Linked DNA regions of Mus musculus: all the other regions are linked to region 7. The links are chromatin contacts, called in public HiCAR-type and promoter capture Hi-C maps. All regions are on one chromosome and are shown on one strand. The core of a region is the stretch at or near the end of the contact, and the rest is flanking DNA. Distances in the headings are between cores, read along the strand shown. Region 1 holds the start of Hikeshi (heat shock protein nuclear import factor). Region 2 holds the start of Tmem126a (transmembrane protein 126A). Region 3 holds the start of Eed (embryonic ectoderm development). Region 4 holds the start of E230029C05Rik (RIKEN cDNA E230029C05 gene). Region 5 holds the start of 2310010J17Rik (RIKEN cDNA 2310010J17 gene). Region 6 holds the start of Ccdc83 (coiled-coil domain containing 83). Region 7 holds the start of Prcp (prolylcarboxypeptidase (angiotensinase C)).

Evidence for each region. Promoter capture Hi-C pulls out the DNA fragments that hold promoters and counts their contacts. HiCAR-type assays count read pairs that join an accessible place to other places. Capture Hi-C pulls out chosen DNA fragments and counts their contacts.
Region 1: a promoter capture Hi-C map of pre-B cells shows a contact between it and region 7, with 3 times the contacts expected there. The contact joins the promoter of Hikeshi here to the promoter of Prcp in region 7. A contact is called at or near these places in 3 of 39 promoter capture datasets (liver and pre-B cells) and 2 of 9 other capture datasets (adipose tissue and liver).
Region 2: a promoter capture Hi-C map of liver shows a contact between it and region 7, with 5 times the contacts expected there. The contact joins the promoter of Tmem126a here to the promoter of Prcp in region 7. A contact is called at or near these places in 7 of 39 promoter capture datasets (the C10 cell line, embryonic stem cells, frontonasal cranial neural crest and 3 more), 3 of 484 Hi-C or Micro-C datasets (B cells, LSK cells and embryonic stem cells), 5 of 115 datasets of contacts at active chromatin or transcription factors (astrocytes, embryonic stem cells, epiblast stem cells and 2 more) and 3 of 9 other capture datasets (adipose tissue, liver and macrophages).
Region 3: a contact with region 7 is called in a promoter capture Hi-C map of embryonic stem cells, with 3 times the contacts expected there. The contact joins the promoter of Eed here to the promoter of Prcp in region 7. A contact is called at or near these places in 2 of 39 promoter capture datasets (embryonic stem cells and pre-B cells), 1 of 115 datasets of contacts at active chromatin or transcription factors (astrocytes) and 1 of 9 other capture datasets (liver).
Region 4: a promoter capture Hi-C map of liver shows a contact between it and region 7, with 4 times the contacts expected there. The contact joins the promoter of E230029C05Rik here to the promoter of Prcp in region 7. A contact is called at or near these places in 2 of 39 promoter capture datasets (the C10 cell line and pre-B cells), 1 of 115 datasets of contacts at active chromatin or transcription factors (embryonic stem cells) and 1 of 9 other capture datasets (liver).
Region 5: a HiCAR-type map of astrocytes shows a contact between it and region 7, with 5 times the contacts expected there. The contact joins the promoter of 2310010J17Rik here to the promoter of Prcp in region 7. A contact is called at or near these places in 2 of 39 promoter capture datasets (liver and pre-B cells) and 1 of 115 datasets of contacts at active chromatin or transcription factors (astrocytes).
Region 6: a contact with region 7 is called in a HiCAR-type map of astrocytes, with 2.5 times the contacts expected there. The contact joins the promoter of Ccdc83 here to the promoter of Prcp in region 7. A contact is called at or near these places in 2 of 39 promoter capture datasets (liver and pre-B cells) and 1 of 115 datasets of contacts at active chromatin or transcription factors (astrocytes).

What each region holds. Positions count from the first base shown.
Region 1 is chr7:89,939,638-89,942,497 of GRCm38.p6, forward strand. It overlaps Hikeshi (heat shock protein nuclear import factor), which reads right to left and starts at 1,567. Exons shown (of 5, transcript NM_026304.3): 1 at 1,332-1,567. The coding sequence starts at 1,361.
Region 2 is chr7:90,455,784-90,458,673 of GRCm38.p6, forward strand. It overlaps Tmem126a (transmembrane protein 126A), which reads right to left and starts at 1,420. Exons shown (of 5, transcript NM_025460.3): 1 at 1,289-1,420.
Region 3 is chr7:89,979,579-89,982,353 of GRCm38.p6, forward strand. It overlaps Eed (embryonic ectoderm development), which reads right to left and starts at 1,398. Exons shown (of 12, transcript NM_021876.3): 1 at 834-1,398. The coding sequence starts at 947. RefSeq lists a promoter at 1,234-2,775, an enhancer at 1,657-1,693 and cis regulatory regions at 1,665-1,672, 1,868-1,875.
Region 4 is chr7:90,027,887-90,030,586 of GRCm38.p6, forward strand. E230029C05Rik (RIKEN cDNA E230029C05 gene) reads left to right here and starts at 1,273. Exons shown (of 6, transcript NR_110365.1): 1 at 1,273-1,341.
Region 5 is chr7:90,128,579-90,131,278 of GRCm38.p6, forward strand. It overlaps 2310010J17Rik (RIKEN cDNA 2310010J17 gene), which reads right to left and starts at 1,358. Exons shown (of 3, transcript NR_046007.1): 1 at 1,294-1,358. Picalm (phosphatidylinositol binding clathrin assembly protein) reads left to right here and starts at 1,635. Exons shown (of 20, transcript NM_001360867.1): 1 at 1,635-2,124. The coding sequence starts at 1,995.
Region 6 is chr7:90,263,993-90,266,938 of GRCm38.p6, forward strand. Ccdc83 (coiled-coil domain containing 83) reads right to left here and starts at 1,440. Exons shown (of 11, transcript NM_183293.1): 1 at 1,332-1,440.
Region 7 is chr7:92,873,945-92,876,644 of GRCm38.p6, forward strand. It overlaps Prcp (prolylcarboxypeptidase (angiotensinase C)), which reads left to right and starts at 1,309. Exons shown (of 9, transcript NM_028243.3): 1 at 1,309-1,556. The coding sequence starts at 1,395. Ddias (DNA damage-induced apoptosis suppressor) reads right to left here and starts at 303. Exons shown (of 6, transcript NM_001355126.1): 1 at 197-303.

The sequences.
Region 1 (2,860 bases), core at 317-2,816, 2.9 Mb before region 7:
GGATCTCTGAGTTCAAGGCCATCCTGGTCTGCAGAGTCCTAGGACAGCCAGCCAGGCGTACAGAGAGAAGGACCGGTCTCAAAAAAGACAGGAAAAAAGTGTTTTAACTACTGAACTACCCCACCACTGTTTTAGAGCCAGGGTCTAGCCTTGCAACTGTGGGTCTCCTCCCTCAGCCTTCTGAAGAGCTGGAAATACAGGTGTAAGACACGAAGCTGGGCTTTATTAATGGCAGACATCTGAGGAACACGTTCTTCTCAAATTGTTTCTTTCATCTTCCAAACCCCAGAGCTCCTACTGGGACATTCCAAAAGCTATTGACCAGGGTTAGCACTACCTCACCTCCACAGGAGCCTCCCATTCACTGCAGACAGAAGTCCATGGTTTCTTGGAACCACGTGTTTTTCTTAAGAGCAGCGTGTATAGAATACATTATCAAAAGCTGGTGAAAACGGAGGCGTGGAGCTCTCGCTTACCACACGTGAGGCACAATTTAACAAAGAGGTTGCAGTATTTAACAAAACAAGGAGAAACAAAACAAGAATAGCTCTAAAGAGAAAGGAGTCACGTCTCAAGACGGATACATCGCTGGTTTCTAAAGAGCAAACAAGATTCACTCTGGTTACTCCTCAACCACTCCCGCACTCATTTCATTTCATTTCATTCTAAGGCTCTGGCTAAGCAAGGGCATCTCTCTGACCAAAAAGAAAGCATTGTACTCGAATCCTTTAGTTATCACAGGTACGGCTCACACCTAAATTTCAGTCATTTCTATTAAGCAACTTGCAATTATTGTATTTTAAACTGGGTCGGTAAACTTCTGAAAGGGGGGGGGGGGCCTTCCAAAGACACCAAAAAGGAAAAACAAAACAAAACACCTTCATTGTCCGGAAAATTGAATTTTTCCGAAAACCACTTAGCTTTAGATTACAAATCTCAGCTTTACTTCTAAGTAGCATTATCAATTTACAAGAGTAATTACTACACTATCTACTGAGTGTACGTTCCTGAACAGCAAAGAGAGAAAGACTAGCTCACGAGTTACCACGGTTACGGCGAAATGCCGTACAGAAGGCTGAAATTAACAAGTAACTACAGCACTCAACCCAGCAGGTGGAACAAAATCCGCACTCAACAAAATGCAGTCACATCCTGACAGCCTCGCAAACACAGCTAAGAGTGGGGCCAGCGTCCCATTGCCCGTCCGTCGCACACGCCCAGGAAAAAAAGCACAATGACCAGGTTTCCCCGCGTTCCAAGCGCCGTGCACCGTGCCACCACCCAGCTCTCAGTCACCGACCCCTTCCTGCCACCGCCCGGGCCATCCTCACCAGCCTCCCCGCCACCAGGCAGCCAAACATGGCAGCGCCCTCGGCGCCTCTGCTAGGCCAGCGGGCACCTCAGGCCGGACACCAGGAATTCCGCAGCCACTGTCCTAATTGAACTCAAGAACCTTCCAGAATTTGCAGGAAGGAACGTGACCCTCCACTACATAACAACACAGGAACGCATCTGGGCCGGCGACCTCTGACCCTTCCTTCCTAACTTGCACGCCTCTCCGGAACGAGTACTTCCGGGTCATTACACCCATTTCCTCCTTCTAAGGTAGTAAGGAGGAGCTGGTATCGCGCTAAGACTACAAATCCCATAGTGCAGTGCGCCAGCCTCCCAGAGGGCGAGCCGGGAGAATTTGAAAGTTACTACTGATAGTACATGATTTCCGTGCCTGTGTGAGTCAAAGTTTCTAAAGGTGGTGCTGGGAGAAGACCTTTCTGGCGGTTGTGTAACATTTTAGGAGTAACAATACGCCTTTGCCAGAATCGTTTCACCCAGCCTCTCCTTTCAAAAGCTTAATGGGATAAATATTATCTCCGTTTTATACGGAGGGCAATTGGTTCGGCATAACCTGCCCGGAAGCTTGAAAAATTGATTTTTGGAGCGTAAATTCAAGTTGCAACCAACTTACTGCATTCTTCCTGACAAACATTATATCAAAAATGTTAATATATTTTTATCTCATTTTTATGGCAGTGTCTTATTACCTAGCCCAGGTAGACCTCGAACTTGTGCACTCCTTTCTCAGCCTCCAATTGCTGGAATTATAGGCGTGGACCACTAAAGCTATAGAGGTCCAGAAGTCCTTTTCCCCACTAAATACTAGTTTTAACACGTAGTTGTGTTCTTGCTTATATTTCTTGTAGTGCTTCACTTGTGCTTCCTCCCCGCCCCAACTAATGTGCTGTACAACTGTAGGCAAGCTATATAACAGCTTCATCAGTCAATCATCTGCAAACTGAGACAAATAGACCTATTGGGTTGCTGGAAGGATTAAATGATGAATTAATTGATAACTGCCACTAAGAATAGGGTCTGGTGCTGCTTAGGGAGTTTTGTTGTAAAAATGCCTTTTAAAAAAAATAATAATCTAAGTTTTCTCACTTTGGGGAGTTGTTTTCCAAGACAGGGTTTCTCGATGTAGCCTGAGCTGTTCTGGAACTCACTCTAGACCAGACTGGCATCAAACTCAGATCTGCTTCCCTCTACCTGCTAAATGCTACAATTAAAAGTATCTGATACTAGCTGGGCGTGGTGGCGCACACCTTTAATCCCACACATGGGAGGCAGAGGCAGGCAGATTTCTGAGTTCGAGGCCAGCCTGGTCTACAAAGTGAGTTCCAGGACAGCCAAGGCTACACGGAGAAACCCTGTCTCAAAAAGCCAAAAAATAAAAAAGTGTGTGACACTGCTGCTCATCTTTTGGGATTGGTGTTTGTTTGTTTGTTTTTATTCATTTATTTGTCTCTCTGTTTGTTTGTTTTTTAAATAGACAAGGTTTTGCATAATTTAGACTAGCCTGGAC
Region 2 (2,890 bases), core at 170-2,669, 2.4 Mb before region 7:
TAGTTGAAACAGTTGGGGGGTGGGCTCAGGGCTGTCCTTGATAATACTGGAATTTGAGGCCAGCAGAGCTACATGAAAATTTATTACAGGAAAACAAAAATCCAAAGAATTTGTGCTAGACAAGTGGGGTGGAGGGGTGATGCAACAGACAGAGCCTCACATCATGAGAGAAAGCCAACATCCAGTAAACAACAAAAACATGAGGTGGAAGCTAAGATAACAGGGATGTCATTAGGTACACAGGTAATTAGTTTCACTTGGAAGCATTCAGGAAAGCTGTGACATCTGCTGGTGGAACTATAAGTTGTATTTCAAGTGTAATAGCCACTTTGTAAAGATGATTAGGTGTCAAGGGTTAGAAAGGGCTCAGTAGTTTTGAGAGAACACTATTGCAAAGAACAAGGGTTCCAGGGGACTGGAATCCTCTTCACCCTTCATAGGCATTGCAGGCATGTGGACACATGATGAAAGATTCGAGCCCTAGCACCCACGTCAAAGCTCACACACAGCTGTAACTTCAGGCCTAGGGTGATCTAATGCCCTTTTCTGGCCTGAGCAGGCATGGTACACATAGGATGAATATCAGTGTAGAATGGTGGATTCGTTTTTACTAGATTGGGCTCTTTAAAAACATACTTCCTGGTGACAGGAAAAAAGTCTGCAACCTGTGGTGATACCTCTACTATTGGGAAGCTGAGGCCGGAGGGTTGTGAGTTCCTGGATGTACTCCAAGACCCTATTTCAAAAGATAAAACAGTAGTAGCAATAAACCAAAACTCAGAAATAACCTGATAATAAATCAGCCTGTCTTGGGTCACCATTCGTATTAGTTAGCTGTGACAGCACTGGAACAATGTCTTACCAAATCTTGGGTACCTGTTGTATATATACAATGATTTGGAAAATGCTGCATGTGCAAAATTCCATAAATCTTGACTTAAAAATTAACCTCGAAAGTAAAATACAGATTTAGCGGTTTAGATCAGGATCCCAGGATTCAAGTCCTGTTTCTTCTTCCTGGTATTATTTCTCAGTTAATAAATCCCCATCAAAGACAAAGACACCTTGAAATACTACAAAGATCTCTGAAAGTTTCTGCATAAAAACCAAGCATCGGAAAATTAAACGTAGCAATTTGTAAATTGGCAGTGATTCTTCAACTCAATCAATTCAGCCAGGTCTTCCCCCTCACGGGTGGAAAGTGAAGACCGGGTCAGCACACACAGCGTTCCCCACCCTCGTGGCCACCCCGCGCCTCTCCCAGCGCGACATTGGCACAGCTACTCACCATTCGGCAGAATGAAGGCAGCTAATGGCAGCCTCCCCAGCCGCCGGTGCTTGCCCGGGTCCTCCCGCGCCGAGTCTACCGCAACCTTCGCTAGGGTCGTCTGAGCTCCATCTTTGGCTCACACGTGACTCTGTCTCCGCCTCTGTTTCCTGTCCACGGGCTTCCGGTCCAGGAGACGCTAAACTGTGGACTAGCGGTGAGGACTGGCGAGTCCGCTATAGCCCATCCCGGGTACAGCCTGCAGAAACAGCGGTGTGGCGGTGGCTGGGCTCGACACCACCCCGCCTGGGCACGCAGCCCGACTTCCGAGTCCCCGATCCTGGCGTAGGTTGCATGGCAGCCGCTAGGCTACGGGCTGATGAAGGCAACGTTGGCAGTGAAGTTAGCCTGAGATTGACTTTTTGCTCCATCTCGCTCTTGGATCTTTGTGCCATGTTATGCTGTGGGTGACTTCCAGCAGAACGTGAGCAATTCCAGAGCGAGTGCTTTTTTTTTGTTTTGTTTTGTTTTCCTCAGCATTCCCCATGTCCTCTAGAACACTGCTTCTGTGAAACAGGGTTAACGGAATGTAGTGAAAAACTAACGGTTCAAAAGTAAGGGAGCCGCACGTGATAACGTACGCCTTAATCCCAGAATTCAGTAGCCTGAGGCAGGGGGATTTCTGTGAATTCCAGGCCAGTCTGGTCTGCGTACAGTGTGAATTCCAAACAAAACAGCCAGGGGGAGGCTTAGGGTATAAGTCAGCACCACTGGGAACCAATGTTGTGAGTTTCCGTCTCAGTTTTCATCTGCATCTGTAAAACAGGAAAGGACAAAATTCTTTACCTGGTTATTTTGTAAAATTGTGAGTAGACTATAAAGACGCTTACCAAACTGAGAGGCCTGGAATTTATCAGAAGACTAATGAGTAAGATCCCTGTCCCGAAAGATTCCTGTCCCGAGAGGCATCAAGTCAATTCTAGTTTTTTTGTTTTTGTTTTTATTTATTTATTTATTTATTTATTTATCTATCTATTTATTTATTTCTAAATAAGACTGTACTCCAATTCCTGTGGAACCAAACCCCGGTCCTCTGCAGGAGCAGCAATTACTCTTAACCAATGAGCGGGGTGTTTGTTTGTTTTTCCCCAGTCCTTTTTACACTTTCCTTGTCCGGTGCTGGCATTAGGGTAGCGCTGACTTATTAGTGTCATTTAGCAACTGTTCACTTTTGGGAGCGTTTGTATCATTTTGATGTCATTTGCTGAATGTTTGGTAGAATCATCACGGGAGACTTCTAAGCCCAGAGTTTTCCTGATTGATAGAATTGTAATATAAATTCAGCATCTATAATAGATATTTCACTGTTCTATGCGTAGATACCTTTTAGATTGAACATCAAAACTTTTCTCAGAACAATTGAAATGTCCATTTGGTCCAAAATTTCAAGCTTATTGGATTAAACTGTTGATAAATATTTCCTTATGTTTTTAATATCTGTGTATCCTGCAGTGACCTCATATGTCTTCTCTTGATAGTGTTTTATTGAATCTTTGAAGCCTGATCAGTCTAGCTAGTGTGATCTTAAAAATTTTTTGTCTGTTTCACTGTTTTTTGGGGGTT
Region 3 (2,775 bases), core at 148-2,647, 2.9 Mb before region 7:
CTACCCTATCAGAATATAAGTATCTAATTATTAGAACACGTGTCTAGTACTCTTTACAACGCTTGCATAGTATTTTTTTTTTTTTTTTTTTTTTTTTTTTTTTTTTACGGGGCGGCATTTCTCTAAGCACCGACTTCCCTTAATCTTCACACTTGGCTCAAGTACAGAATTTACCACGGTGGCCTGAAATCTTCCAATCCCTTTACATTAAGCAAAAACTTTCAAACTGTTCCCTCCTTTGCCTTAATCAAAGGTGGCTCCCCCTCTACGATCTTCTCGATTCTACTCCTTCCACAAAAAAGTCGACACGAAGGCACACCGCACTTCCATGGAAAGGGGCATACATAACCGCACGGTCACGTAAACCCAAGCCAGAGATCTATACTTTCCATCCTGAAGATCCCGTAGTGCTCTACAGTGACACAGCCCCTCGGATCCTTACGAGGACCCTTCGTACCAACTTTCCTGGGGAAAACTGAACCTCTTACCTCGAGCATGCCTTTTAAACCAGTAAGTACAATCTCAGATTCGCAATCAGCGTCAAGCCCCCAAAGGCACAAACTCCGTCTCCCACGCAGGGACGATCTGAGCGGACCTCGCAGACCCTTTGGGACCTTTAATCCGCTCCTCGACAACTTTCTGCTTGCTATCTGCCGCAGTCCCAGCTCGAAAGCCCCAGCCAAACCGGACTTCCCCGCACGCCTGCGTTCTCCTGAGCGCGGGTGACACCTTTCCCTCCCCCCACGGCCGCCCGCCCGCCGGCCCCGACCGCAGTTACCAAAGAACCTGAAACTTCTACTCCACAGTCCCGGGACAGGCGGGGCTGCACTCACATTTTCGTCTCCCGAGAGGTCCGGGTTGCTGTTCTCGTCGCTGCTCAACTTCTGCTTCTTGGCCGCGGGCATGTCTGTTCCCGCCGGCGCAGTCGACACTTCCCTCTCGGACATGTTCCTCCGCCTCCCTCCAGGTTCTTGCCGCCTCGGGCGGGGCCTCCGCCACACCGCCGTCAAGCACGCCCGGCCCGAGCCTGCCGCAAAGCTGCCGGCGCCGCCACCGCCGCCGCCCCCCCCACTGTCGCAAATCGCGCCCAGCCGCCGAGGCGGGCGTGCGTGCGACCCCGCCACACTGCTGAAAAAGGGGCGCGCACGCGCGCGCCCTCCCGCACGGCTTCCCGGCTGCTTCCCGTCCCTTGGTCCGGGCGGGCGGTTTTCCCGCCGCCCTCTCGACACTTTGCACCGAGGCGTCGGATCTGCTGGCTCAGAGGGCAGGGGTTTCCTACGTCCCCCTTCCCCACCAGCGCCTAGAGACGAGGCGGAACTCAAAGGGCTGCTCCCTCACCCCCTTCCTGGCCAAGACGTTTCATCCGCAATTGGCTCAATCCTTCGATCTCCGACCCGCTGCAAACGAACGAAAGTCTGTGGCCTGGATCGGCCCACCACTGCTCCCGAGGGAGGGGGGAGGAAAGAGAAGTCACCTCTTGTTTTAGGGGGTCTGTGTCTACGGTCCCTGATGCGGAGCTCGGGAGAACAACTTCGAGTTAGTGTTTACGGAACTTCTCACAGCCTAGATTCTTTTTTTGAAGGGAGAGATTCAAAATCTATAGGCTGTTCCCTGCTCGCCTCCCCCATCGGGCACATGGACGGGTCCCACCTGCAGGTGCGCATGCGCTGAGGCGTATTCTCGCGCTGGGTTACGGAGACGACAGGCCGCCTCCTGGCCCCTCCTCCCCTCGGTTCTGTCTGCTGAACCAGGTAGTCTTTCCACCGGTTTCTGAAGCTTCGGGGAGGATTTCAAAACGGTACCAAATCAGTGCCTACGGACACGCCTCCGTTCTGGGCAGATATTTTATCTAATAAATACTTATTACAATGATTGGTTATATTCAACCGGTTGGTGCCACTATTGGCTTAAGTAAGCCTGTATTTTAAATTACATATTTAGACTTAAGTAAAAATACCTTGTGATGCATGATACATTCTAGTAATCCAACATCGGAAGGGCAACAACGGAAGTACTGCCTGCTCGCCTCAATCTTTAGATCATCCTGGTCGACATAGCAAGTTCCGAGCCAATCAAGGCTATTTACTAAAAACCTGTTTGAAAAAAAATTTTTTTAATTGTATGGATCGGACAGAGTATGGGGGCATGCCTTTTATTCCAGCACTAGGGTGTCAGAGGCAGGTCGATTGCAGTGTGTTAGAGCTACACACTGGTTTGGTCTACACGAGGAGTTCCAGGACAGCCTGGGCTTCGTTATAGACCCTCTTTCCAAAAATAAATAAATAAAAATTACATGGTTCTGAATTGTCATAATTCATAGTCTTAAGTGTTCGTTTTAGCTGTTGAAAGCTGAGGCTCTAGGAAACTGACAAGACCTATAAGTCACTGTGAGCAACTGCATGAGTTTGTGAGACTTAGGTAAAAGGCAATTTTTTAATATAGGGAAAGGTAACTAAATTTGCCCGTATCATTAAAAACTCTTTAATTTTTCATTTTTAGATTAAAAAAAATGTGTGTATGAGTGTGTGTATGTCTGTGCCCCACATGTCTGTACTGGTACACAAAGTCAGAGGATGTTGGATCCCTGGGACTGGAGTCACTAACGTTTGCGAGCCAGCCTGTAGCCAGTCTGTAGCCAGCCTGTAGCCAGCCTGTAGCCAGCCTTAACCACTGAGCCAGCTCACTTGTCCCCTCAGGTACAATCTTGACAGACAAATAATAAATTTGTGAGCCTTGTGGATTTGGTGGGTGTATTGTTAAGCCATGGGAATGTCT
Region 4 (2,700 bases), core at 23-2,522, 2.8 Mb before region 7:
TATATATATTTTTTTTTTTTTTTTTTTTTTTTTTTTGAGCCAGAGGCTTGCTAAGTCACCCAGGCTTGCCTCAAACTCACTATGTCACTCATGCTGACATGGAAATTTTGGAGATCCTCTTGCCTGTCTCCCTAGTGCTGGGATTACCAACATGTCCCAGCAGTGCTGGCTCAATGGGTAGATGCCCTCTTCTTTCTTGGTGCTGGAGTTTGTGCCACCAAGCCTGGCTGATAAAGCTATTTTTAAGAAACCAAAGCATGCGGGGTACAGGGTCAGGCAGATCTCTGTGAGTTTGAGACTAGTCTAGTCTACAAAGCAAGTTCTAGGACAGCCAGGGCTACACAGAGAAACCCTGTCTCACAAACCAAAAAGAAAGACAGACAGACATACACACAGACAGAAAAGAAAGGAAGAAAGAAAGGAAGAAAGAAAAACACAACCTGGCTGTTGCTTTGAATGCATCTGTATTATTATTGTTGTTATTGTTATTATTATTATTATTTGTAAAATAATGAAGGCTGAAAGCGACTGAACATCAGGTGAGATATAAGAGCAGTGCATAAAATTTGGAGTTCAGAAACCTGGTTCCGTTCCTCATCTTTTTCTTTTTCTTTTTTTTTTTTTTTTTTTTTGGTTTTTCGAGACAGGGTTTCTCTGTATAGCCCTGGCTGTCCTGGAACTCACTTTGTAGACCAGGCTGGCCTCGAACTCAAGAGATTCACCTGCCTCTGCCTCCCGAGTGCTGGGATTAAAGGCGTGCGCCACCACGCCCGGCTTCCTCATCTTTTTCAAAAGAAATATTTTTATATTTATTTGTATGCAAAGGTGCATGCATGCCATAGCATGCCTGTTGAGGTCAGAGAACAAAGTTCAGAAGTTCATGATGCAGGTCCCAAGCATCAAACTCAGGTCATTAGGCTTAGCAAGCACCTTTATCCACGGACCCATCTCACCCGTTCACCGTTCCTCTTGCCACTGCTCACTGACCGTTTCATACTATTTTCCCATTTGCAAAGCAGGAAAATTAGCTCTACCTTACATGGGTGCTTCTGGGCACAGAATGTTTAATGGGCTCATTTTCTTGTCTTTTAGGGTTGTTTAAGCCTGAGGTTAAAACAGCATGGTGATAAAGTCCACTAATGTATGAAAGGGATTTGAAAGTTAAGTCTTCTATAGAAGATAAGCTAACATGGGTCTCAGTCACGGCTGTGTATCAGGAAGTAAAACCAGCCGAGCCTTGACCTTTAAAAGGAAGCACTACCCCTTTGTCCAAGTGCCTTATAACATGTCTTTATAACTGGCTGTGTAAGAATGAAGAAAAGCTGTCCATCTTCTGAGAAGGTATGCTGCTTATAAAGGGAATGTGCAGGTTTGGGTTGGGGGACTGGGAAGGAGGCTGACATAAAGGATCAAAGGTGTGTGGTGCCAAGTTACCATAGCAACGTGTTCTGCTGCTCCGCGCGGCTTGCAGTCTTGGGCTTGCCCCCAGATGGATGAGGCGCTTGGCAAACGCCAGAACCAAGCTTCTCTGCATGAAATTATTTTCTCCATATGCAGCTAAGAGAGGCAGATACCCTTTCCCACAAATGATGTGCAAAAGGAAGAGCCTGGGTTTTTACAAAGCAACTTCCTCTCCTTTCTTAGAATGAGACCAGAGAGTCCACGTCTCCCTCCAATGCCTGGGATGTGAAGTACTCAGTAGATAGCTGGGTCAGGAGCAAATGATCAGAATTTACGCAGACGGCCAGAGTGGCAGGGAGCATCATGGCTTATTGGCAAGAAGCGGCTCCTAAATTATATCAAGGACTCTCGGAAAGGAGAACTCAATTCACACGGCACACACTTCACTGTCTGTTGCAAGCCACACAGTGTGTTTATGTCTGGATCTGGCCTTTATTAAATTTCTTCAGCCTGTGGCACATTCCCCTCAGATATTGTGTTTATTATTCAGACAGGGCAGGGAGCTGCTCCCCACCCGTGCCCCTCAATCTTCTGTCCTGCACATATCTCAGATGTTGTAGGGACAGCGTGTGACAATGTCTGCTTAGTGGACATTCCGTTCTCAACCTTTCCGAGATCCTGATGGAAAAGGGGGCCTGCCCTGGCCAGCATCTGGGCACGTCATCTTTTCCTTATAAAGAGCAGAGACAACCTTCCTGGAGCCGGGGCAGCTGTTTTTGTAATCAGTCTCGTAGGATTGAAAAGCATCGCTTCAACCCAGGAGTGGGGCTCTCAGTTCTACCTCTGGGGACGGTGTTGAGGGGGTCTCATTGCTCACGAAACCTCTGTCTGCTTCTCCTTCTCTACAATAGTCTTGCATTTTTGGCACATCCTCTGGGACTCTGCTTTCCTGGAAGACATTTTCTTTCTGTAACTCCTCTGCCGCTTCATCAAACCTCTCGCCAAAGTGGGGAAGAGAATCATCCCCCACCCCGCAGATTATGTGAACTGCCTCAGCCTGCAAGTGGCCAACATGCTGGCAGTACCAGGAACTCTCCCCAGTTAATCCCCACAGTGGCTCTGGGAGGCGAATATTTTTCATTCCTGTTTTATCTTTGAGGAATCAGGTCTTAGGGAGATCATATTAGCAGTCCCTGGCTGGGCTATTATTTAAGTGCAGGTTCTGAGTATACACATACAGCTAAAATAGCCAAAAGCAGCAGGCTCAGTCATTAAGTTTTGCCATTGTCAAAACTTGGG
Region 5 (2,700 bases), core at 108-2,607, 2.7 Mb before region 7:
GAAATTAGCTAAGAAATTAGTAGAATAGTTTGAGAATAAAAGAAATTATAATGGATTAAAACTTGCACACACATGTGGGTCACGTGAACATGCATACATGAGTACACACCACAGACAAAAACCAACCAAACAAAAATTCCCGGTCATTCCACTGCCTGATAAACACAGGGTACCAAATTACAAATGGAATGCAGATGCACCAAAGGGAGTTTTACAGTTTTGTGAATTCTCAAGCTGGTGTGACAAGAATGAAACCTGCAGCCTTAATAAGAATTGTGAGTTCTTGCCAAAATCACCGTGCTTCAGAATGGCGTGTGAGATAGAAAGGGAATGTGAAGAGACCACAGAATTCCTCATACCACACACAATTTTAAACATCTATTAGCTTTTCATCCGTTGAGAGTTAACAGATTTAAGCGCAATATTCTAGATTTGGTTGGCAGATGGTGTACACAGATTTTGAGTACGCTCGAATCTCATTTGAAACTAGCAAGATTACATAGAACCATGATGGTAACTTAACATTCACAGAGAATTTAAAATTTATCCCTAACTCTTGAGTTAAATGTGGAGCACTAGTAACATTTAAAAAGGCTTTGTTCATAGATCTTCTGGATTTCATAGATCTAAGTCTCGGGATGTAATACTGGTCTAAAATGCCTACAGGGCAGAGTCAATATCTTTCCATGGAAATCTGGCTCACACAAGAGGAGAAAAGAGGCCAAAGGGAAGAAAGGCTAAACCAGGGGAGATCGCAGGTACTGATGTCTGACTCTGAATGGGACTTCTCCTTTTACCGAGCTGTCTCACTTCCTTCTATGGTGTGGACCTTTAATCTCGCTGGTTGTCAGCCTTGTAGGGTCAAGTTAATCACTGTTGACATCACCCTACTACTTCCCTTTTCAAATTCCACTGAAGCTATGTGTTTCCTGTCGTATTTGACACCGCAGAGAATGAATACCGGGCTGGCTTCTATCTAAATTTAGACTGGCAGGAACGTGGCGACTCTTAGTAAGTCGAGATAAACAAAACTAGGTGACGTTTCCAACACTCTCAAAGAAGACGAGGGGGTGAAAAAAAAAAAAAAAGCCCCAAAGCCCTGTTACTAAAAGGGAGAGCGGGGTGCATTTGAAGAGGCCTGTGTGTAGGCTCAGAAAGAGACTGGCTGGAGCCGTTTTCTTTAAGGCAGGAGGAGGGCCGTGGGGTCGGCGCCAAATTGAGCGAGGCGAAGCCCCGGAGCCCAGGCACCTCCAGTTCGGGGTGAAAACTACGCACAGGCAGCAGCTGCCTCACCTCTTTGTCAAGCCCACGGCGTCAGCCTCTGACACGAGGGCGGGCGTCCTCGCCTCCGGGGTGAAAGAGGGGCGCAGCGGGCCGCCCCTCCCCCCCGCCCCCCTACGACACGCGGGGCCCTGCCTCGGGCGACCTGTTGGCAGGGCGCGTCACGTGACGCGGCGGGCCGCGCCGTCCCCCGCGGGCGGGCCTCCTGTTGCGCCCGCCGGGCGGGTTCCACCACGTAGCGCGCGGGCGCCGCCCCGCTCTTCCCTCGCCGGAGCGAGGGAGGGGGGCGCGCCGGAGAGGAAAGGGAAGGGAGAAGGGGCGGGAGGAAGCGAGCAGGGGGCGGAACCCGAGTCACGTGACCTAGGGGCAGCCCGGAAAGCTCCGAGGAGGAGCCTGGCGCCGCCATTTTCCTGCAGCTGCCTGGCCCTCTTACCCGGTCGGGCTCCAGCTGACCAGGGAAGGGGTGGGCCGAGGCTGAGGCGCGGGACCCGGGAGTGGCCCCGACTTGGTGTGGGAGCCCGCCGGGGGAACACGCGAGCCGGGGCTCTCGGAGCGGGTGGCGGCGCGCGGCCCTGAGCCCCGCCCCAGGCCGGCAGGCGGGCGGGGAGCCGGTGGGGGTAGGGGGTGCGGTGGGGGGTGGGGACCCTCGGGCGCTTGGGGGTCCCAGGCCCCGCCGGCTGCGGAGCGGAAGGGGTGGCGGACGAGCCGCAGAGATGTCTGGCCAGAGCCTGACGGACCGAATCACCGCGGCCCAGCACAGTGTCACTGGCTCCGCGGTATCTAAGACAGTATGCAAGGCCACGACCCACGAGATCATGGGCCCCAAGAAAAAGCACCTGGACTGTGAGTGAAGACCCCCCGCATCCTCTCCCGACCCCTCTCCATCGTCCTCCTCTCTCTCTTGGGCTGCCTCTTCCCTCCCTGCGTCTTATCTGCACGATGGCTCCTGTGCCTGGTCGAGCTGTGTGTTCTTTTCTGCTCCCATCACACCTGCCTTTAACGGCCTCTGCTCTTCTCTCAAAAGAGAGAAAAAAAATGTGACAATCCATTGCGCCCCCAGAGATCCCCTGAGACCCTCGCCTCCTAGCCCCCGGCACCACCAAGCCCATCGCGCTCCACCAACTTGCCTCCCACCCAGCTCCTCACTCAGACTCCTCTCCCAGCTACTGCAGCCCCTTTTGCCCTTCCATCCCACCCGTCCCGTACCTCCTAGCAGCCGTCCGCTCAGTGATTCCCCGGCTAATGTCTCCAGGACTCAGGCTCACCGCCCCATTGTTCCATTAGCTTTTTAAAATTCCCTTTCCTTTCTTTTTTTTTTTTTTTTTTTTTTTCGTATTTCCGTACTAACTCTGCTTGGTGGGACCAGATTTCTGTCACTTCTCAGCTCTTGAAGTGTTTTTCCCCTCCTCCCATTTCTTT
Region 6 (2,946 bases), core at 190-2,689, 2.6 Mb before region 7:
GACATCTGTGCAGGCCAAACACCAAAGGATATAAAATAAAAATAAATTATATATAGAAGAAATATTATTTTGCTTGTGTGTGTAAGCATGGTGTGCATGTGTTTGCATGTGTGTAGACATGTGTGGGAGCAGGTGCATGTGTACAGGTCGACAGTGGATGTTTTCTTTAACTGCCCTCTGCAGTGTATGTTGAGGCAAGGTCTCACACTTGGACCTATAGCTTGCTAACTCAGCGAGTCCAGCTAGTCAGTGGGTTCTGGGATCCATCTCTGCCTCCCAGACACTGCGATTCCACCATGCCCACCGTCCCAACGTTTCTATGGGCACTGGGGATCTAGAACCTGGTCTATATACTCACACAGCTCACATTTCCCCACTGAGTCATCTCCCCATCCCAGCAAAATTCTTTGGAATTCAAGTGTTCATTTATGCCAGGAACGCTTTTTGACCTAGAGAAGGTTTTCTGTCTCACTAGAATGCACTGTTAACAGAATCAGAAATGCACTCCAGCGTTAAAACAAAATGAAGTTGATTTACTTAAGTCCTTTTACAAGTGGTAATTCCATCTAAAATTACTTTAAAATCCTTCACACGTCTTTTCATATAGACTATATATATGTACATAGTCCCAAATAGTGTGAAAATGCAAAGCTTATTCATTTTAGAAAAGTACCATTAAAACCGTTTGTTGAGATCTATGTGTTTAGAAACATGTAGATGAATGACATTGTCACACATCTTTTGGAGGTATCAAGCTTTCCTCAGCTTGGGAACCACTGGGGACACTAGGAGAAGGAAGGAGAAGTGGAACCTCTGATTCCCCACTAAGTCAGTTCAGCACAGGTTTTGGTCCTGTCTGACCCCCAGTTTCTTTCTCCATCTTTTCCATCTCGTTTCAGAACTGTTAAGAGTATTCATAAAGCTTTGAGGAAATTGTGGAGTGGTAGACAGCAACACAAAGGTCTACTTATTCTGTGAGGTTGGGACTCCAAGACACCAAAGGGATGCTTGAGTCTTGGGATACTACCAATCATTATAGATGCCATCACAGCCTCCGCCCCCTTCCGTACTGTGTACCTATAAACCTGTAACAAAACTTAGTATAAATTAAAGATTAATAATACTGGAATAGAACAGTTATCAGATATGACAAACGTTACTTAAACAAAAATGCTTATTTCAGGCATTTTCCATTTAATACCCACCCCTTAAGCCCATCCATCACAAAGATCCTCAGGTACCTGAAACTGATAAAGGGGGACTACTGCATCAGAGGGCTGGGCATCTACTGAGTTAAGAGACTGCGCTAGGACACCCTGAAGGTTACAAACCTTTAAGTTTAGGGCGGCTAAAACCAGGCAGGTATCCCTGTCTCCAGAGTGGTGAAAGAGGGGCACGGCTTGGAGAACCCTTCTCAACAGTTCTTAACCGCTCAGGAACAACGCTCCGAGGGAAAAACCAGAGGGCGCGACCCCAGGCCCATCTCGTGTCAGGGCAAATCAAGAGGAGGGCGTGTCCGCTGTAGTGGGGGAGGGTTCCTATAAAGTTTTGGGGGCAGACTGAAGAAGTCAGAGGTCACACAAGGATGTTAGCTTTCTCCCAGTATCGTCTCCAGCGTTTTCAGGTGAGAATTCCGGGTTGTGGGCTGGTGGTTCTCAAGTACAAATAGCCCAAAGCACTCTCCCTCCCTCCCTTCCAACCCCATCCGGGTCACTTCCCGCTGTTTTCAAAGCGACTGGCATCTTCATCTACTATCCCATTCTGGTTTAGGCACCATGGCGATTCGCGCGCGCCACCTGGCGGGCATATGAGGAATAGTGCGGGTGAGGGAGTGCATGCAGAGGTTAGGGCAGTGGTCCAGTCCTTTCTTCTTTTCCCCCAAGGCCTCTCTCTCCTCTTTTCGAATTCTCTGTGCTTGGAAGGTGGTGTATGTAAATAGGACTCCAGCTTTGTGCGCATGCCTCGCTCGGGTCATTGCAAGCTTATATTTGCTGATATAAAATGACTCCTCTGTGATTTCAAAACAACTCCCCGGGTGTGGGAAGGGGCAGAACTCCTGTGACAGAGGTGCTCTGCTTTTCTGTCTGCGTTTGTCAGCTTGGTTTAACTCTTCAAGTGCTCACAGGGCAACTTGAGGCACTGAAGTCTTTGCATCTGTCTTCTCATTTTACTTTTAAGCGTTTAACAAAGCAATATAGTGCAGTTCAGCCTCATCCTGAAGGCAGTCTATTAAAGCCTCCCATTTCTCTCATTACACTCCAGTAATTTTCTTTTTTTGGCCTGGGAAGTCAGAAGCCAGGCTCTTTTAGGCCTCCGACTCACTTCCAAGTGATCTAGTTGGCTTAAAAAATAGATTAAAACATAGTAAGGAATTTTTAAAAACCTTTTTTGGTTCTTTGTGAATTTTACATTATGCACCCCAATCCCTCTCATTTCCCCATCCATTCATACTCATCCTTGGCCTTTGTAACCTCCCACCACACAAGATAACAACAACAAAAAAATTACAATTGAAAAAAAAATCAGGCCGGGCAGTGGTGGTGCATGTCTTTAATCCCAGCACTTAGGAGGCAGAGGCAGGTGGATTTCTGAGTTCCAGGACAGCCAGGGCTATACAGAGAAACCCCATCTCGAAAACCCAAACGAACCAACCAACCACACAAAACAACAACAACAAACAAACAAGCCACCTGCCCTCCAAAAATGCCTAGTGGAAGCTGTAGTGTATCACAGCGTGTTATACATCTTTACTTGCAACGAGTCGTTGGTCTGGTTGGAGGCTACTGGCTTTTGCTACACTATCAATACTGGGTCCTTACTGGGACTCCTCTTAGATATCCTGTTGTTGCCCTGTGTCATGAAGAACCTGCAGCTTCGGGTCAGCAGGGCTGGTCACCCCATCCATATAGCGATGGGAAAGCTGTTGGGTTAGATTGAGGATGAGGC
Region 7 (2,700 bases), core at 59-2,558:
ATCCGCAGCAACAGTAAAGTGCTGATAAACCTTCGCCAAGGAACATGAAAAGTATTGACTTTCCCGTTTAACCTCGTAGCCGGCGTTTACGGCCAGAAGTCCTGAAATCAATCCATACGGAGTGCAAGGTTACAGCGCCTCGTCAGGAGTCTCTCCACCTAGAGCCCCCCAAGAACTCCTTTTTTCAGCGTCTCACCTGAGGCAAAGGACACAGACAAGCCCGGGCAACCGCTCCGCCCTCCGGCCGCTCGGTCCGCCGCTCTCCAAACGCCAGCAATCGAATCTCCCGCGTCCTCTTCCGCCGGAAGGACCGTCTTGACGGACTTTCAGGAGAGCCAATCAGAAAACGCCCTGCAGGGCGTGTCCCCACCCCACCACCCACCCCCGGGCAAGCGACCCTTCTTGTAAAGCTAGGGGTAGCTGTGGGTTTCGAGGGTCGTTCTTCATCGACTGGTGGAGCGGTAGTTCTCTCGGCGAAGTGCGAGGGAAGCCGGGAAGGCTCGAGGCGTGGGAAGGAGTGGCTTCAGACGGACGCCGAGGGCGTGGGAGCGGATGAAAGTTGGCGCCGCGGGCTGGACAGGAGGGGGCGCTGTTGTAGAGGGAGTCGCCATCGCGGAGCATGGATGGATTACCGAGGCTTAGAGAAGGCTTAGTCTGCGCGCAACACCCAGCGGCCACAGGAGGGACGGGTCGTGCGGGCAATGCGGACGATGGGGGTGACCCGAGAACTGAACACCGGTGGGGCTGCTTAGGCGGGAACAACAGAGGCGAAGAGCCCGAACGGCCTACAAGGAAGGGGGCAGAGCGATCTGTGAACCTCGCTCCATTTCCTGCTACTTGAGGGGCCCAGCATCGAGTCCCTGTACTTGTTTCCTCACCTAAGTAGAGGGGAGAGTCCAACTCCGTCTGGAAGGTTGCTGTTCTGGTTGAGTGTGGGTCACGTGTGTGCCGTCATGCCTGGTGACAATAGACTCACTCTCCCTCCCTCCTCCTCCCGCCCCGTGCCATTATAAGGGATTTGCGGAGAGCTGGGGTGTTACGTGGGACTGAGGTTGCGGGGACAGTGTGATGGTGGCAATAAAGGCGGGGATATGGCATAACCTAGGGTAGCGATAGGGCTTGGGGAGCCATAGATAAGGATGGGGCAAAACCCTGCGTAGTAAAGGCCGACGTAGAGTGTGACCTCAGTGGAGGTGGGCGGGGAGAAGGAGGATGGCGAGTGGCAAGTGTGGAGGCAACGCCTTTGGGGCCAGGAGCTGCCTGGTTTTAGGTTTCCCGGGGGAGGAGCTGGTCTGCAGCGGGCGGAGCTACGAGCTGGGCCCGGCTTAGTCTTTGCGCTTCTGCTGGTGGCTCTCTTTCTTTAGTCGCCCACACTGTGGCTGCCATCCCCAGCCATGGGCTGCCGGGCTCTCCTGCTCCTGTCTTTCCTATTACTCGGGGCCGCCACAACCATCCCGCCTAGGCTAAAGACCCTCGGCAGCCCGCATTTGTCAGCCAGTCCCACACCCGACCCTGCTGTAGCCCGTAAATACTCAGTTCTTTACTTCGAACAGAAGGTAAGCAGAGGCTGGGGAGTAAGGGTTCTAGGTCCCACGTCCCAACCGCCCGCCCATACCTTGCTTGGCTGTTGGAGCACCGCCGCCCACTCCAAAATTCAGACTCTGATACTTAGGACTTGACTTGGTTTTAGTTCACATTTTCTGGAGGGTGGTCTTAAGCCTTAATTATTCGAGTGTTTCCCAACAGAGACCATGAGAAATTTATCCCTCCAGTTCTGGAGGTCCAGGATACATATTTTTAACTCTTCATTTTAGGAAATGCCTCAATCTAAACTCTTTGTTTACCTTGGCCAAAACCAGATTATGGAGACTAACCTTTGACCCCATACCTCTCACCTCAAATTCTTAGGTATGGAGGCTAACCTTCACCTTTAGGTCTCTCAACACAAATTCAGATGTACCCATTACATAAGAATGTATCGCTTCACTAAACTGCTTCTCTCAGCTGAAATGTTACCTTTAGAGGCTAAAAGGTCTGTATCCCCATCTGAAGTGAGTGCAAGGATCAGGTCTCTCTGGTCTTGAACTTGAGTTCACAGTTTTAAGACAGGCTTCTCCAATGCCTTTGTATTTGGTGGCAGCATGAGACCATAGGTCATTACCCTATAGGTCTGAATGAAAAGTACCTGTGTCCTCTGAAATGACAAGGCTATATAATTCTATAGTTCTAGGAGTCTCTGAGGCCTGAATGCACAAGGCACTGGGATTAGAAAGAGTACAGTCGTCTGATCTTGGCTTTAGAAGTCACATCAGGATTCTGGCCTCACTCTGTGATCTTGGACAAGTTACAGTTAGTTTCTGAGCCAAGTTTCTTGGCTTACTGCAGAAGGTTGCAGTGATGACTAACTGAAGCAGCTAAGAACCATAAGCCCTAGCAGAGTAGCTGCCCTGAATAGAAGGTTACCGATGGAGGCATGCTTATTGATGGGACGTTTGACTAGGTAGGAATTTGGGAAAGAGGGAAGACATGGGGTTGTAGAACAATTTAGTTTTGAAGTAAAAAAAAAAAAAAAAAGACCTAGAAATTTAAGTTTGGGTTTCAAAAAAAAAAGAAAAACGAAAAGAAAAGAAAGGAAGAAAGCAAGCAAACATTTTAATTTAGCTGAGGTAGCAGAAGTCTTTCTGGAACGGCCCCTTTAAT